Linked DNA regions of Macaca mulatta: region 1 is linked to region 2. The links are chromatin contacts, called in public Hi-C maps. All regions are on one chromosome and are shown on one strand. The core of a region is the stretch at or near the end of the contact, and the rest is flanking DNA. Distances in the headings are between cores, read along the strand shown.

What was found. A called contact is a pair of places that touch in the nucleus more often than the background predicts.
Region 1: a contact with region 2 is called in a Hi-C map of CD4 T cells, with 4 times the contacts expected there. The contact joins the promoter of TIMM17B here to the promoter of HDAC6 in region 2.

What each region holds. Positions count from the first base shown.
Region 1 is chrX:48,970,131-48,972,873 of T2T-MMU8v2.0, forward strand. TIMM17B (translocase of inner mitochondrial membrane 17B) reads right to left here and starts at 1,287. Exons shown (of 7, transcript XM_077988727.1): 1 at 1,243-1,287; 2 at 271-370. It overlaps PQBP1 (polyglutamine binding protein 1), which reads left to right and starts at 1,781. Exons shown (of 7, transcript NM_001194258.1): 1 at 1,781-1,874; 2 at 2,010-2,087. The coding sequence starts at 2,021.
Region 2 is chrX:48,878,863-48,881,562 of T2T-MMU8v2.0, forward strand. It overlaps HDAC6 (histone deacetylase 6), which reads left to right and starts at 1,307. Exons shown (of 29, transcript NM_001194196.2): 1 at 1,307-1,454; 2 at 1,971-2,093; 3 at 2,179-2,307; 4 at 2,437-2,525. The coding sequence starts at 2,001.

The sequences.
Region 1 (2,743 bases), core at 37-2,536, 91 kb after region 2:
TATATTTAAGATTTGGTGATGACTCTTTGAACGACACAGCATTTCCACAGAGGAGCTCCATTTGGGTGGGGTGGAGGGTGGAAGACAGAAGCCATGTTTGCAATCCCTACAAAATCCCAGATACAGAAGCCAGGCTTGGCACACAGTAGGTGAGTGGCCACCAGAATGAATAAGTGCACGTGACTGGCAGCTCCAAGCAGTTTTCGGAGCAGCATCCCTTGTGGGCAAGACAGCTGACCCCACATCAACCCAGAGAAGGTCTGGACTCACAACAGGGGCATTGCGGAAACCCTTGATGGCCTGGAAGACTCCGCCACCGATGACACCCATAGTGAAGGCTCCACCGCAATCATCCACAATTCGCCATGGGCTGCAAGCAGGAAGGGAAGGATGGGGTTAATGTGAGCCCTCCCCCAGGCCCTGTCACACGAACTCTTTTCTAATTGGGAGAAACCAAGTCACCAGAATGGGAAGTTCCTAAGGAGAAACAAACACTTCAGATAATAAGGAGCTAATCCTGTCACGCTTTTTCCACAGCTCCCCCCCATTAAAGCGAGAAATGGGGCAAAGGGGGAGAAATATTAGTCTTCGCCCTGTCTATCAACCAAGGAATCAGCCAACTGTTTTACTGTGATCAAAGATTAAATGAATTGGCACACGCAGAGTTGACGTTTCAATAAGCGACGTAGGCGTGTTAACTAGCCAAGACAGATTGTCAGCAAAGCAGGACCGCGTGGCACCCCTTCTCCGACGGTGTGCCCGTCCAACCATGCCCCGCCCCTTTTCAATCCGGCGCAACTGGGAAAAACCAAGAGCGACCGCGGGAAGCATCCACCGTCCCCGCCGGCCCTCAGCAGGTTCATCCGTACCCCGCCCCCACTGACAAAGGCGACCTGGGAAAAACCACCCGCGGCAACTCGGGATTTCCGGTCAACACTGTACCACCCCTAGCCAGGATGGATCGGCCAGCGTGCCTTTTTTCGTTAACAGGGACTAGGAGATTACGAGGTCAGGAGAAACATGGCGTGGTTCGGCCTTCGCCGCACCTTCTGAGGGGAGACGGTTGTGGCCCCTCATAACGGAGCCCGAGTGACAGGAACCGAGTAGGGGTAGCGGGAGATACGTTAAGAGTCCCCCGAGTCTGGTACATGGCTCTGTGCGGCCGGTGCCTCCCCCGCCCGACCCCCACGGCTGGCCTTGGCGTCGCAGCAACAGTCCGGATGCCAGTGCCCATCGCCGTACCAAGGTTCCCGAGCGTACTCCTCCATGGCGCTGGCGTCTGGCCGCGCAGTCAGGCCACGCCCCCAGCGTAGACGCACACCGGCGTCCAAGCTTTCCGCCTATTACCGGACAGCGATTGGGTCGCTACGCCGCATGTCACTCCAAGGGCACACTCTCATTGGCCAATCGAGTTTCTGCCATTTGTTCATTGCCTCCTGAGCGTAGTCCAGTTACTTTCAGGCTCGGGGAGTGAAGGCCTCATTCAGAGAAGGTCTCATTCTGTGTTTTGGGAAGAGAGTCGTGTGGGCCCAGGTATCGTAGCGGCGACACGAGAGAGACGGCCGGTGTGACAGCCGTCCACTACCTGCACGAGTGTATTGGTAATGTTGGGGTGGGCGCACTCTTTTGGAGCTGGAGGAAGTGCTGCCCTCTGCTCCCCCATCCCAGCGCTTTGGTTTCTCCCACCCGGCAGTCTTTGGGGGACGCTGGATGAGCCCATTTCTGAAGTGCGGAGGGGCCGGGCTCCTTAGGCGGCGGGCGGAGCCTGGGCCTGGGAGAGGAACAGGGCCCTGGAGCACCCGGTTTCGGGACAGTAGGGTTGGTGAGAATTGCGATAATATTGCCACCTAACTCTTACATCTTTTAGTGCGTATGTTCTGTCCACCCAACTACTGGTTCATTTGAGTAGATGGGAGTCAGATGAGTACATGTTGACGGGAGGGGCTTGGTGACGGGATCCAGATATGAATCTATCTGAGCTGCTTGTCAGTTTGTCCGTCTGCCCCTAGGTCTATCAGCTATGCCTCTGCCCGTTGCGCTGCAGACCCGCTTGGCCAAGAGAGGCATCCTCAAACATCTGGAGCCTGGTGAGTCGGCTAAAAGCAGATGGTCCTAACACGTGCCAGCCTCGACAGGCACTTTTGTTGTTGATACTGACTATCGTGGGCCAACTGCACCAAGCAATGGGGTGGCAGGCATTTTTCATTGTTAACGATATGGATTCCTGACATCCATCTCTACCGCGTGTCAAGTGGAGCGGGTTGGGGGAATAGATATTTCATTCTTTTTTTTTTTTTGAGGCGGAGTCTCACTCTGCACCCAGGCTGGAGTGCAGTGGCGCGATCTCGGCTCACTTTGACCTCCGCCTTCCGGGTTCAAGCGATTCTCCTGCCTTAGCCTCCCGAGTAGTTGGGACTACGGGCACGCTTCACCACACCTGGTGAATTTTTTTTTTTTTTTTTTTTTTTTTTTTTTTTTTTTTGAGGCAGAGTCTCGCTCTGTCGCCCAGGCTGAAATGCTGTGGTGCTTCACCACACCTGGCGAATTTTTTTTTTTTTTTTTGGAGACAGAGTCTCGCTCTGTCGCCCAGGCTGGAGTGCTGTGGCGTGATCTCGTCTCACTGCAACCTCCGCCTCCGGGTTCAAGCGATTTTCCTGCCTCAGCCTCCCGAGTAGTTGGGATTACAGGCACGTGCCACCACCCCCAGCTGATTTTTGTAGTTTTAGTAGAGACGGGTTTCACC
Region 2 (2,700 bases), core at 57-2,556:
CTCGAACTGCTTATCTCTCCGGTCCCAGCTTATAGCCTGGTAGGAAATGGTGGAGAATGAGAGAGGGAGATTAGAGGACAAACCGGCCTCCTGCAGAGCTGACATTCAGACACGGAGTGGGAGTTGCGGGGGAGACAGGGTGCCCAGGGACAGCTCCCCAGACTCACACACACTTTCTATTACTGCTTGGGAGCAGTGGTTACCCGTTGGAGGGGGCAGATAGGGAGAGCTGCTGCCCATGAGAACTCCCCTCCTCAAGTCCATTCTGGCCCTGGGCACTATTATTATCACAACTTTCCAGATGAGGAAACGGAGCACAGAGCTGTTCAGTAACTTGCCCAAGGTCACATGGTTAAGTCCCGTAACCTCAGTTTCCTTATCTGCAAAGCAGTCTTAATAATGGGAACTACCTCATAGAATTGTGGTTTACAACGATGCCTGTCACATAATACTTGCTATCATTACCATTCCCTGCCCCCACTAAGACTCCTTCCACCCAGAATATTGCGGCAGAATATTAATAGCTAACATTCGGCGAGCGCTTCCTGTGTACCACCGTAGTGAATATTAACTTGGAAAATCCTCACAACATTTAGCATCGTCACCACGCCCATTTTGGCCGCCGCCAGCCAAAATCCAGTGGCAACCTCGCTCTCGACCCAGCCACAACCAGCCCGCCCGCTCTACGTCATCAGGGCGTGTCGCGCGGGAAGTCGCGGGGAAAAGAGAAGACGCCCCTTCCTAATTCCCTCGCTTCCTTGCTTCCTTTCGCGACACCGCCGGCCCGAAGGGCTCTTAAGTGACTGGACAGGGACGGAGGGGCGGCGGCTATGGCATCCAGGACGACAGCGACGGTAGCCGAGGCACGGGAAAACTTGCGCCTCAGCCCCGTTGGGAACTGCCGGCGCCTGCGTTTTACGCAAGCGCAACACAGCTGGCGTAGCACGCCGACGCACCGCCCCGACGCCCGTGAGCTCGCGAGAGGTGTGGCTCAGCACAGCTGGCGTAGCACGCTGGCGCGCTCCCCCGCCGCGCTCCCCCGCCGCCTGTGAGCTCGCGAGAGGTGTGGCTCGCGCGAGGGGCGCGGCCTTGAGGCACGCTCCCCTCTGGAGGCGGGATCTGGGCGGGCAGTCGAGAGACCAGGCCCAATGGAAAAGAAAGGCCAGGGCGCTCGCGTCCCCACGGGTCGCCAGAAACTTGGCGGAGCGAGCCAAGGGCGGAGTTTGAGAAAGGGGCTGCGTCCAGTGAGTGGAGCGGCGAGTACAGCGCGTCGACGGCGGAGGCGGGAAGGGGGCGGAGGCCGACCGAAGGCGGCTAGGGACTGGCTGAAGGGGGTTAGCGAAACGTTAGCGGTCGGGTCTGGGCAGGGGGTGGAGCTGGTTGAAGGAACGGGGCAGTCCCCTGAGGAGCGGGGCTGGTTGAAACGCTAGGGGCGGGATCTGGCGGAGTGGAAGGTACCGGTCCGGCCCGATGAGGGGTGGAGTTAAGTGAATCGTTAAGGGTGGAGCCGGGGCCGGGGCCGGGGCCGGGGCCGGCTGAGTGAGAGGGTGGGTGATTATCCCGGGAGGTAGGCCGAAAGGGCAGATTCGTGAAGGAATGGGGTCTGGGCCGGGCTTAGAGGGTCTGGGAATGGGGTTTGGGAGAGTGGAAGGGGCGGTGATTGGTTGGAAAGGGCAGGCCCTAAAACGGACTGAGTGAGCCAGGGGGCTCATTGCTCAGTGAAAGGGCAAGACTAGGGAAAGAGAATCCTGTAAAAGGGGTGGAGTCTAGCGGACCGGGCGGGGCCAGGTAGAATGGCCACCTGAGTGGAGGGAGAAGGCCTGAGAGAGGCGGAGTTTGGAAGGCTGTGGAGAATCAGATCGTGTAAGGAATGGAATCTAATAGAGGGGGCGGAGCCTGGAAAAGGGCAGAGAGGTGGGGTCCTCAGGGCACACTAGCCCCCTCACATACCCACGCTCCCACCTCTCCAGAACCGCGGCAGGGGTCAAGCCTCCTCAACTATGACCTCAACCGGCCAGGATTCTACCACAACCAGGCAGCGAAGAAGTAGGCAGAACCCCCAATCTCCCCCTCAGGACTCCAGTGTCACTTCGGTGAGGCCCTAGACCCGCCCTCATGAGGGGGAGAGGGAGCAAGTTGGTCATTCCCTGGACTCTGACCCTTCTCTCTGATTCACAGAAGCGAAACATTAAAAAGGGAGCCGTTCCCCGCTCCATCCCCAATCTAGCGGAGGTAAAGAAGAAAGGCAAAATGAAGAAGCTCGGCCAAGCAATGGAAGAAGACCTAATCGCGGGACTGCAAGGGATGGTGAGCAGGGCCTGGCTGCAGTTTAGACTCCTATGACAATCAAAACCCAAAGGTTCCCAACCCTGGACAGTTCCCTCTGACTCAGGGCCTGAAATGGATCTGTATGTCCTTTTTTTTTTTCCTCTGCAGGATCTGAACCTTGAGGCTGAAGCACTGGCTGGCACTGGCTTGGTGTTGGATGAGCAGTTAAATGAATTCCATTGCCTCTGGGATGACAGGTGAGGCTGGGTCCTCCAGGCTGTCTCCAAAACACAAAAATACACACATTTAGAGCCCATTAGCAAGAATAAATCCTTTCTTACCCCAGCCTGGATACTGGAAGCAGATGATTTGGAGAGGTAGGGCTCACACTTGAAAGGGTTCTTCTGTGTAGCTAACAAACATTTATTGCCT